2 separate regions of the Rattus norvegicus genome follow, and region 1 is linked to region 2. The links are chromatin contacts, called in public Hi-C maps. All regions are on one chromosome and are shown on one strand. Each heading gives the region's core, a stretch centred on a gene start, on an enhancer-like site or on the middle of the called end of the contact. The rest is flanking DNA. Distances are from core to core; before and after follow the strand shown.

Region 1 (5,713 bases), core at 550-3,049, 43 kb before region 2:
TAAAGTGCAGCCAGAATGTTAATATGAATAGGCACACAGATTTGCTGCCAAGAAAGAGCACCAGATCTCAGAGCGGTTGTGTCCTCTATGAATCCCACACACTCCCTTAAACATTTTTTTTTCTGGTGGTGAAAGAAACCTCATTTTAAAAGTTTTCCGATTACAGCCACCTTGAAACCAACAGGTGCTCCAAGGACAGATTTTTGTGTTGTTTTGGATGCTTGCGTTTGGCCTGAATTAAGATGGCTAACGGCACATTTGAAACCTAAAATGAAGCTGACTGACTGGCAGATAATCTGTCCTCAGGCCTCTGGAGCTAGTTTGGAAGAAAAGCTTTGGCCTCTTACCTCTCAGCCACTTAATAGCAAAGATAATTAGCACGGGTGTGAATCGACCAGTAAAACGTCACCATTGTCCAACAGGTAGATTCAGAGAAAAATACCTCCCTCCTGAAATCTGGTGCAGTAGATTGCTTTTATCATTATTATTATTTATTTTGTATTAATTATATCATAATGGGCTTCAGGATACTTTAACACACGTGTATAATGTGATTTGATCATTATCATCCCATTGCCTTCTCTTGACTCCGCCCCCTTGATGCTGGACCCCGCCCTCTCCCCCCGCGCTCCTCACTTCGTTTTTGTCTTTGTGTGTGCCCATGTGATCCAGCGAGAGTAATTAGGATTGCTTCCAGGCTGCAGCGATCTTGCTCTGGAAATGGGATAGGATTCTGGGGGCTGCAATGTACAAACATTCTCAAGGAAGATTACAAACTCGGGATATGTGGGACTCCTTGGATTCCCTTTGCAAACTCCTCAGATAATACCATTCCCTGTGGAGCTCTTAAAAAGCATGAATTGTCCCATGGCCTCTTGAGCTGAGGAAGAGCTTTTAGTTTTCCTATTTATGCATTTATTTCTTATTTACTTTTGAGCAACAAGTTCCCCATTCAAGTTTGTGATGCCAACTATGGCTAGGCATATCCTGAGGTTGAATTTTGCACCAACTGACCAGGGATCCTCTTTCGAAGCTTCTGGTTCCCAGGGAGTCTTAACTGAATGCTGTTCACAGAGGATCAAAGACGCCTTGTTTTGCTCCTGAGCCCACAGCTGCCCTGGGACTAGCCTCATAAGGGTATCGGGGGAACTTGCTTTGCTGGTGGCCACAGCAGGCTAGCAATTTTCTTGGAGACCCTCAAGTTAGGAGCAAAGACAGTCTGGAGGCGCTTACACACTGTTGCTTTGAAGCTCTTCATCTGGCTTCAGCAGAGCCAAGAAAACATGCACAATTCCCTCAGGAGTGAGATCTAAAGGGACGTGCTGCTGCATTTTTTTTTCTTCCCCTTCTGCTTCTATAGCTTCCCCAGAGGTGTTTATCACTGAGGCGTGGACAGAGCAAGATGCAAGGCAGAGAGACCTTAAAGAGTAAAATATAAGGGTCCCGGTACTGGGTCTAGGTGTGTGTGTGTGTGTGTGTGTGTGTGTGTGTGTGTGTGTGTGTGTGTGTGCAAGTGCGCTGAAATGAAGCTGCCCACTAGGTTTGCAAAGAGTTGCTGGGCTTTGCCTGCAGCCCTGTGCCCTGGAGCAGCGCAGCGGGGAGTCCTCACCGGCCAGGGCTTCCCGCGCCCAGGGAGCACCCAGGGCTGGCCTGACGGAGCTTAGGAAGCTGGCGCTGGGGGGCGGGCGGGGTGACACAGCCTCCGTGCCAGCCGCAGCCGTTGGCTGGCGGGCACCCAATCCCGGGGCATGCCGCCCCAACCTGGCCGGGACACACAGTGAAAGGCGAGTTCAGTGGCAGATCTGACCCCCCCCCCCCCTGGGGGCTGTCAGCTACAGCAGCGTGGCGTGCCCAGTATCGCGGATCCCAGGCTCCGAGGGAAAGCAGCGGCATGGCTTCGGTGTTCATGTGCGGAGTGGAGGACCTGCTGTTCAGCGGCAGCCGCTTCGTGTGGAACTTGACCGTGTCCACGCTGCGGAGATGGTACACCGAGAGGCTGCGGGCTTGCCACCAGGTGCTGAGGACGTGGTGCGGGCTGCGGGATGTGTACCAGGTGAGCCCAGGAGCTGGCGCCCTGGGGCCGTTGCGGGATGCCCGGAGCTCAGCTGAGAGCCGGTCCACCTGTATGATTTCATAACCTCAGGCTTCCCATATCTTTGTTTTCAACTCCTCGCGGGTAGCTTGGCACTTGGGGCAAATCCTCAGGAGCTTTAGCTAACTGTGGCTTGATGATGGCTTTTTTTTTTTTTTTCAGTTGGGCCTGGGGCACTTGGGAGTTATCCCCCACACCCATTAGGTTGGAGGTTCTATCTGGCACTAGGAAAGGGTCTGTAGCTTTGCAACACAGGGTTTGTGGATAGCGACTTTGAGGCTGAGAGGATGATTTCTGTTTAATTGCATTTCATTTCATTGGGGTGGCCATTTCGGAAGCTAGGATTTCCCATCATTGCTTGCTGTCAGAGCATGTCTTAGTGAATTTGCCTTCTTCCTTCTGATTTTATTGCACTTTTCCACCAGACAGCCCCAGTTTGCAAGGCATAGCTAGGAAAACCTGATTCTGTGTTGACTGGCTTTGGGGAGGAAGAACAGTGGATTGTGAGCGCTTTGAGGGAGGCTGACAGGCTAGGGAACGGAAGCGTGGCTTGGCTGAGCGCTGGAATGCTTACGCTTGGATTTAATCTGTCGCACAACACAGCCTCTTTATTGCTTGGTTGGCCCCATCTTGCAGGCAAAATCTGCAGCAACTTTACCCAATGAGGGCAAAGACCATTCATCCTCTCTGGGACTGCAACTTGCCTGGATTTTTGTGAACAGTAGTAAATGGATATAAAAATCCTCTGTTTGGGGTTACTAATACCTTTAAGATAAAAAAAAATTAAAACTACGTGACTAAATTATAAAGATTTTACCTGGGCTTCTTTCCTGGATATATTTTTACAGTTCTCGGAATCTCTTACACATCACCTGACCCTATTCCTAATAGGGCTGAAATGTATCTGTCAGAGTGGGTCCCGTATGTGACTCAAGCTTTGATTTTGAAGAGTCATAGTCTCCCATCAATCAGATAGAATAAAGGCCAACTGAGGACAGACTACAAGAGTTCTAAGGAATGAATGTTAAAACAATAATTAAAAAACACACACACATTTTATCCCGTGGTTTCAGTGCTCTTGGTTCAGCTAACATATCTGTAATACCATGCAGTTTGAAGTAGAATCAGTGAGGCACACTGAGAGCCCTGGAGGCCCAGCGGGGCTTGAGAGCATTAGGGAGCTGTGGCTAGAGCCCATCTGGCCACAGGCAACTGCACAGGCTTATTGGAGCTAGGCATGTGTCTCTCTTTCAGGTCTTTTCTCTCTTGGGAAGTCTCACTTTGGTTTGGAGTAAATACACCCACCCCACCCCCATCGGGTAGGGCTGCCTCTTCTTTCTAATTTTTGAGGAACTTTCAAAAGGAGAGCACGAATACTGTAGCCAGACAGCCAGACTCTGTGACCCACTCCCCCGTGGATTCAGTGGATTTATGGCTTATTGCTAATGTTGTTACTGAATTCAGAGATGATAGTTCCAAAAGCCCGAGAGCCTTTGGCTCCTCTGGAAGACCAACCAGTAGCTATGCTTTCTAATTCTGAAATTGTTTTGTGTGTACATGTTCATGGTTGTGTGGGTGCGCGCACGCACACACATAGGCAGGCACGAAGGGTACCTCCTCAGCAATGCTGTCCACCTTAGCCACCATCCTGTCATCGGCCTGTGGCTTGCTAGTTAGGTGAGACAGGCCAGACGGCAAGCATCATGGATCCACCCATCCTCGCCTCCCAAGCATTGGGGTTGCAAATACATAGCACGAATCATCAATCATTCATCTTAAACCCAACAGCACTTTGAAAGGGTAAGCTGCTCAAATATTTTGTTCTCTGCTACTCAAATATTTTGTTCTCCTCTGTAAAACAGGTGTCAACCGAGTCTCTCTCCTTTCATCCTCCTGGCCACTAAGAACATGCAAAATAAAGTTGGCTTTATAAGTATTGTCATAAGCAGAGAAAAATACGATGTTTACATTAACATCCTTTGTAGAACTAAGATTTAAAAAGCAAAACAAAAAAGAGATGATTTTCACCCCAGGGGAGCTATGGTATCCCAAGGTGAGCCACAGGCCTAAATTGCTTGATTGATTGTGAACATTGTTTGTTTGTTTGTTTGTTTGTTTGGGCAATCACATGCCCGGAACCCAGGGCCTAGGTGATTCTAGGTGAAGACTGCCTCAGAGCTCCATTGCTAGCTTAGAAAGATCATTAAGATGGTTTTTCAAGTGCTTAGCAGTAAAATGGCAGTGGGGATTATATGGACTGAGAAGCAGTAGAGAAAACGATTTCCACCCTCCACCCCAGAGACAGAGAAGGGATGAATCCAAGCTCTTCCTGTGTGTGGCCATAGGGAAATCAGCCCTCCACTGCTTCACTTTCATCCTCCGTCAGGTGAAGAATAGAACGGTGCTAATTAAAGAGGTTAATAAGAGTTAATTGACATGTAGAACATTTAGCACACTGCCTGGAGCTTAGAAAGCATCCAGTAAATATTATCGGTTCTATCATCTAGGTTGGTTTTTTTTTTTTAAAATATGATTAATATGGTTAAGAGGCCCAACTCAAAGAGAGCAACCGAGTAAGAAGAGGCAGCAACCACACAGCCTGCAGCTCTCCTTGCAGAGTAAACGTGAGGGGCGATTGGAATGGAACACAGACAGCTCTCATCCCTCAGCCCTGGTTATGCTCACTTACTGGGCTTATGCTTGTCCGACTTCTTTCTCCTGCCATCTCATAACTACAGTAGCTCATTAGGCCTACTTATCAACATAGCCAGAAAGAAAGTGAATTTCATAAAGCCCCTATCAAAATTCCCTGTGCATCCTCAGGGCTGCTAACGCACTACGCTCTGCCCACCCGATACCACACACCACCCCAATGGCCGTGTACCACCCCGATGCCACAAACCACTAATTGACACAGGGAGCAGGATTACTTTTTGTGCATTCTCAGTGGCATGAGATAGCCCAAAAGGAGCAACAATGATTTCAGGGAGAGGTAGGAAGAAAACATGCTCCCTCCTCAGGCTGGGATGTAGCTTATTGGTCGAACCTTCACCTAGCCCATGTGGGGCATTGAGTTCAATCTTCAGTGTGTCAATAGTAATAGTAATAATGATAATAATAATAATAATAATAATAATAATAACACGTAAGCAAATGTACAGTGTATGGCATTGAAGCTGCCTCAGCCGGTAGAGGAGATTGCCCCCCAAGTCCAATGACCTGATTTCAACCCCCAGAACCTACATGGTACAAAGAGAGAACAGACACCTACAAGTTGTCCTCAGACCTACACCTGTACACATGGCACCCACCCACCCACATGCAAACACAAATAAGCAAATGGTTTATTTTGTAATGGGAAGTGAAGATTGCCGAACGAAACTATACATTAAAATAAAAGACTCTTTAAGGGGCTAATGACGAACAAAAGGGTCCAGAAACACCAGAGTGCAAACCTGGTTCTGAAAACTGAGAATGGGGTGGGCCCCACTGACCCATGTTTGCTGAGTTAGGTGGTGTCCACTTCTCTGACAAATACCTGAAGAAAAAAAACTAAAAATGGGAAGAATTTATTTGGCCCAAGGTTTCAGTCCAGGAGGTGGCTAGTTCTGTTCTCTTGGG
Region 2 (5,454 bases), core at 875-3,374:
TATTTTTATTTATTTCCAAGTTTTTATGATAGAGGAAAATTAGTTTTAATAAGTGGAAAGAACAATGCATGCCAGAGCTGGCTTATGTGTTTGTTAGCTTTAACTACTATTTTAGAGAATTTTATAGTAAGTCTGCCAACTATAGAAAGAGTTCTCTACCCTACCTCCACCCCCAACCCCAACCCCCAACCCCAACCCCAACCCCCAACCCCAACCCCAACCCCCACGCCATCCATCCCAGAACCAGAAGTCCTGACACAGTCTTGCTGTGGAACCATAAAGAGAAGTCATATCAAAAGTGAACTCACTTGCAATGTGGAATTGGGACCCACAAAGTTCATAGTGATAGTATTTTGACTCAGATTACACCTTGGGATCCTGTCTCAAAGTGACAAATAATATCCAGGTCTGGTGGCACATGCCTATAACCCAACATTTGGGAGAACGACAGGAGAAATTAAAACTATAGGGACTTCAAGGCCAGCCTGGGCTACATGAGACTCCGTCTTAAAAAGAAAACAGGACTCGCAGCCAACCGTTGAACTGAGAATGGGGTCCCCGATGGAGGAGTTAGAGAAAGGACTGAAGTAGCTGAAGGGGTTCACAACCCCATAGGAAGAGCAACAATATCAACCAACCAGACCCCCCCAGAGCTCACAGGGACTAAACCACCAACCAAAGAACACATATGGAGGAACCTATGACTCCATCTGCATATGTAGCAGAGGATAACCTTGTCAGGCATCAATGGAAGGAGAGGCCCTTGGTCCTGTCAAAGCTCAATGCCCCAGTGTAGGGGAATCTCAGGGTGGGGAGGCAGGAGAGAGTGGGTGGGTGAGAGAGCTCCCTCACAGAAGCAGGGGGAATGGGAATGGGAGAGCGGGTTTCTGGAGGGGAAACCGGGAAAGGGGATGACATTAAAATGTAAATTAAAAAATATCCAATAGAAGAAAAAGGAAAGAAAACAGGAACCAGGTAGAGTGTCCCATGAGTTTAATAGCAGCACTCAGGCGACAGAGGCAGGCAAACCTCTGTGAATTAGAGGTCTGCCCAGTCTATACAGCAAGTCCCAGGCAACCAGGACTACATACTGAGATCCTGTCTCTAGAAGGAAGAGGAGACGGGGAGGGACAAAGGGGGAGTAGCTTTAGAAGGTTACATCAGGGAGCTCCTTGCTCCTTTCATCTTGGGGCTCCGGGGCTAAGAGAATGGCCCAGCTCTCACCCAGCCTACGGTCTTTGGAAGCATCTATTCTAAAGGAATCCATAGCTGGAGAAGAAGGGCGGAGAGTGTTAGGATCACACAGGTAATATAGAATATAGAGCTGGCTTAACCCCAAGCCTGCACTCTTTATGCTCGGTCTTTGTAGAGATTTCAGAACAAGGCCTCACTGTGTAGTTCTAGCTGCCCTTTGGAAGTCGCAGTGTAGAATAGGCTGGCTTCAAATCTACAGCTGTTTCCTTGTCACAGGAATGTACGACACCAGCTACTTCAGCTGCTGCCTAGGCAATGCGTGCCATGCATTAAGCCTGCGGTCCTCAGCCTTCCCAATGCTACAACCTTTATTGTAGTTCCCCATGTTGTGGTGAGCCACCACCGTGAAAGTGTCTTCATGGCTACTTCATAACTGCAATTTTGCTTCCGTTACGGATCATAATGAAAGTATCTGATATGTGACTCCTGTGAAAGGGTCACTCTGACACCCAAAGGGGCCACAACCCACAGATTGAGAACCAATGCATTCAGCAAAAGTCTATCCATTTCACAGCAGTGCCTTAGAGTGGGGTATGACTTGCCTACCATTGCCAACCATGTTGCCAGAGGCCAGGATCAGACATCCCAGACCTGTACGGCTCCTAAACGGAGAACTCCTCTTCTCCTGGCTTGCCCTGTCCTAAATGGCTAAAGCCAACCCCAGCTTATGTTCTCACCTGGCCAGAGTGTGGTCAGAACTCTAGATTAGTCACAGGGTCGAGTGACTGCAGAGAGTTTACACAAAGTGTTGCCTGATTCCCAGAAGTATGGACGCAACCACGCCCATCCAGCCCCATGGCCACCCCCTGTGCCTCGCACTTTAGAAAGCCACACCAGGGGAACAAGTGTCAGAATGGGGCCCATGCTGGCCACAGGGGAAAATATTTTGTTCCCTGGATACGGCCCTATGTGTTGGGTGAGATTTCCTCTCCCAAGACGCAGCCCTTCCAAGGGGAGGAAGTGAGAATGGGAGAGAGCAGGAGAAGTGGGGAGAAACTTGCCAACTAAACAGAACAGAAAGGCAGGGCTCGTGAGAATGGCACGTGCTCTGTTTTGCTGCTCAAGGAGAAATCCTCACTATCTTGCAGCAGGCCATCAGGTTGCAGTCTCCTTGGTTACTAGAGGGAAGATCCCAAGGGACAGGACGGTGGCAGCACATCTGTTTGGAACCTGGCAGTTCCTTAGCTTCCTTTGCTTAGATTCCTTATCTCATGAATACATTCAAGATATTTGTTTTGGGAGTTTTTTTGTTTCTTTTTCCGTTTGGGGGTTGTTTGGCTAGTTTTGAGACAAGATCTCTTGTAGCCAAGGTGCTGGCTTCAAACTCCCTGTGTAGCCAAGGATGGCCTTAAAATTCCAGCCTGGGATGGTCAGCATGTGGGGCCACGTCTGGTTTACGTGTTGTTGGGGACTCCAAACCCAGGCTTTTGTGCCTGTTAGGAAAGTATTCTACCAACCAAATTACAGTCCCACATCCACAAAAATAAATAAATAAATAAATAAATAAATAAATAAATAAATAAATAAATAAATAAATTTCAAAGCAACAGGCAAAGGAAGCATTGAGTGAATTGTACTGTAGAAGGGGGTAAAATATCAGGCCAGGAGCCAGAGATGAAAATGGGGTTCATTCATTCATTCATTCATTCATGTATCTTGTACATGTTTTCTGGCACCTACAGTGAACTGGCTACCATCTAAAAGACTCAAAACAAAAAGCCAATGGACAAGAGACAGTTTTTCCTCCTAGAGCGTGTATGAATGACAGAGCATTTGACATGGGAGTGGACTCTCTCTGGTCAGAAGCTTAGCAGTGAACCTACCCACAGATGCAGTAAGACACACCTGTGCTGTTGCAATGACCTGCGTCTACCAAGCTCTGTGCCCAGCACACAGCTACCCTGATGGCAGGTGGGATTGTCACTGTTTGAAAGATTCTATTTGTAACCATTCGAAAGTTGAATTTTAGTAAAGTGTGGCTTAGATATGGCTGTGTACATCTCTGAGTTTCTGGTATTTAATCTTCATCACGTGGTCTCGTCAGTGGCCTGCACATCCTGGACATGTAGGTGATTATTACAGTGTCCTCAAGTAGACCCCGGGTTACTACTCTGTGCTGTGCTGGCCGAGGTTTCACAGCCTGCCCTCTGGGACAGGAGCACCGGCTTGTGGCGTTTGCCAGTCTTTGTGATGGGGATATTCTTACCAGGTTGAGAAGCGGTGACCCACAGTCTGTCGCTCCCCTCCAAGTTCACTGAACACGAATGCCCTCAGTAGTAGAGCTGTGGAAGGTAGGTGACAGGGCAATGGAGTATTGCAGATGCCTTTGCCTCAAGCTGTGCATTGCACTGCTCCTATGCATGTACTTAAAGGACACTAGATGTGTACTTTAAATGTTGCTATTATTTGTGCCTAATGGCCAGCAGGAGGATGGTTGCTGGGTTCTCAGGCGCTGCTGTGACTGATCCCATCACACAGCCTCTCGAAAAGGATTTCTTCTCCTCGTCCCTTACCTGCTGCTGGATAATTTTGTTTTATTTTATTTGTTTGTTTATAGAGGGGAAGGGCCATTCTCCTCTTCACATCCTCGTCGTCTCCTAACCTGTGCTCTTCTAGTTTTCATTTTGTTTCATTTCACTGACATTTAATTCCACGATAAAACTTCAAAGGGACGCCGCAAACCCACTTAAAAACACAGCCTGCATAGCAGCAAGACATGTTCATGACTGTGTGTTGGTAGCTTCTAGACTGAGAGGAATGTCTCTTCTGTGACGCTGTGGATGAGGCCTGGGTCTTGAGGTTCAAGTTTCTCTGGACTGAGTCAGTAGTGTACTGGCAGGGAACTTGCCCGGTGACTGAAAGGCTCTGGGTTCCATCTCCAGTACAAACATGCAAGCAGGAAAGGAAGAAATGAGGGGAGGAGATTATTTTTCTAAAAGCCCAAATGAACTTAACTTTTCCCCCAGTTTGGTAAACTTTTCTAAATCCTTTGCCCCAGTGTATTTTCTACCAACTAATAAGAGAGGCTGGGACTCTGGCTCTAGTGCAGTCCGTTTTGACTAATTGTGAGTCCCCTGAGGACTTCTTTAGCCTGTGCTTATGTGTGGATTGCAAAGAACAGACAGATTGCTAGACGCCAATCGGAGGTTAGAATGCAGTTGAGGAAGGGAGGCAGAGTAGCGGTGAGGCATGTGCTCAGAAAGGGGGTAAGGGGGTTTCGGGTCCACTGAGGTTTATTTGTGTTTCGTGTGACGTACGTGATCTGTTTGTCCTGCAGCGGCTCAGGGTCAGGTTTGCTGTGCTTGCTATACGGGCACGAAGCAGTAACCAGAGCGTCTGTACATCACAAGTACAGCCATTCATCTGGAAGAGCCCTTCCCTGGACAGCCCATGTCATTACTTTTTAAATTTTTGAAAGACGCTCTGCCCCTGCCTCTCCCTATTGGCTGTTTTTCTCAGGAAAGGAGAAAACAGTTGGCAGAACTAAAAGTTTCCAGACCACAGGCTGTCTGCTTCTCAAATAACCCCAACGCCAGAATTTCCACTTTCTCCAACTCCGCTGTGAAGGAGCTAACCTGCGCTGCAGACCTGCCGCAGTGTTCCTTGGTTACGCCTTGGTTACGCCTTAGTTACGCCTTGGTTACCCATTTGTGACTTTTCCTGTTTCCAATATTTGTGCCTTCCTTGTCCTTTTCTTCTCTCTCATTCTTTTTTCCCTTCTTGGACTCATTGGTACTGTACCACAATGTCTAAAAATACACCCTAACCACTGGTTTTCAAGAAAGAGGATCTGCAGAAATAACCTAAGTGACGCTGTGGCCATGAACTCTTGATAGTGACTTCTGGGCCCTCAGGAGGTCCTGGTTACAGAAGCACCTTCCAACCCTTTCCAGGGAGAGAGTGCTTCCCACCACACGTCCATCTGTGACGTTACAGCCCCAGCCTTGCCCTTTCTTATCATCTGGTGAGCCCCTTGTTGAGTTGGCTCAGTCTCTCATTAGCTGTGGGGACCTCAGTGAGTTACTCTCAAACTCTTAAGGGTCCAGCTTTCTAACAATAAAAGAGAAAGCTGAAGCTGTTTGTTTCATGGGGTACTTGTGAGAACCCAGTAGACAAAATGCGCGTAAGCATACATGATGTAGGTAGGCCTGGGGAACTGACTTGAGCCTGAATTTGATCCTCACAACACTTTTTAAAAAA

What was found. Hi-C and Micro-C count contacts between places; a contact is called where the count stands out from the background.
Region 1: a Hi-C map of liver shows a contact between it and region 2, with 1.5 times the contacts expected there. The contact joins the promoter of Frmd4b here to the enhancer-like site in region 2. A contact is called at or near these places in 2 of 12 Hi-C or Micro-C datasets (liver and mammary epithelial cells) and 1 of 1 datasets of contacts at active chromatin or transcription factors (oligodendrocytes).

What each region holds. Positions count from the first base shown.
Region 1 is chr4:131,636,267-131,641,979 of GRCr8, reverse strand. Frmd4b (FERM domain containing 4B) reads left to right here and starts at 1,799. Exons shown (of 23, transcript NM_001427301.1): 1 at 1,799-2,053. The coding sequence starts at 1,892.
Region 2 is chr4:131,594,186-131,599,639 of GRCr8, reverse strand. All of the region lies in intron 1 of Frmd4b (FERM domain containing 4B), which reads left to right. Among named protein-coding and RNA genes, the nearest start is that of Frmd4b, 43 kb to the left of the region's middle. Within about 2 kb of position 2,124, at least 23 of the 93 cell types and tissues checked have an H3K27ac peak or open chromatin away from gene starts, as enhancers often do. A contact at or near this core is called in liver, where this site is marked.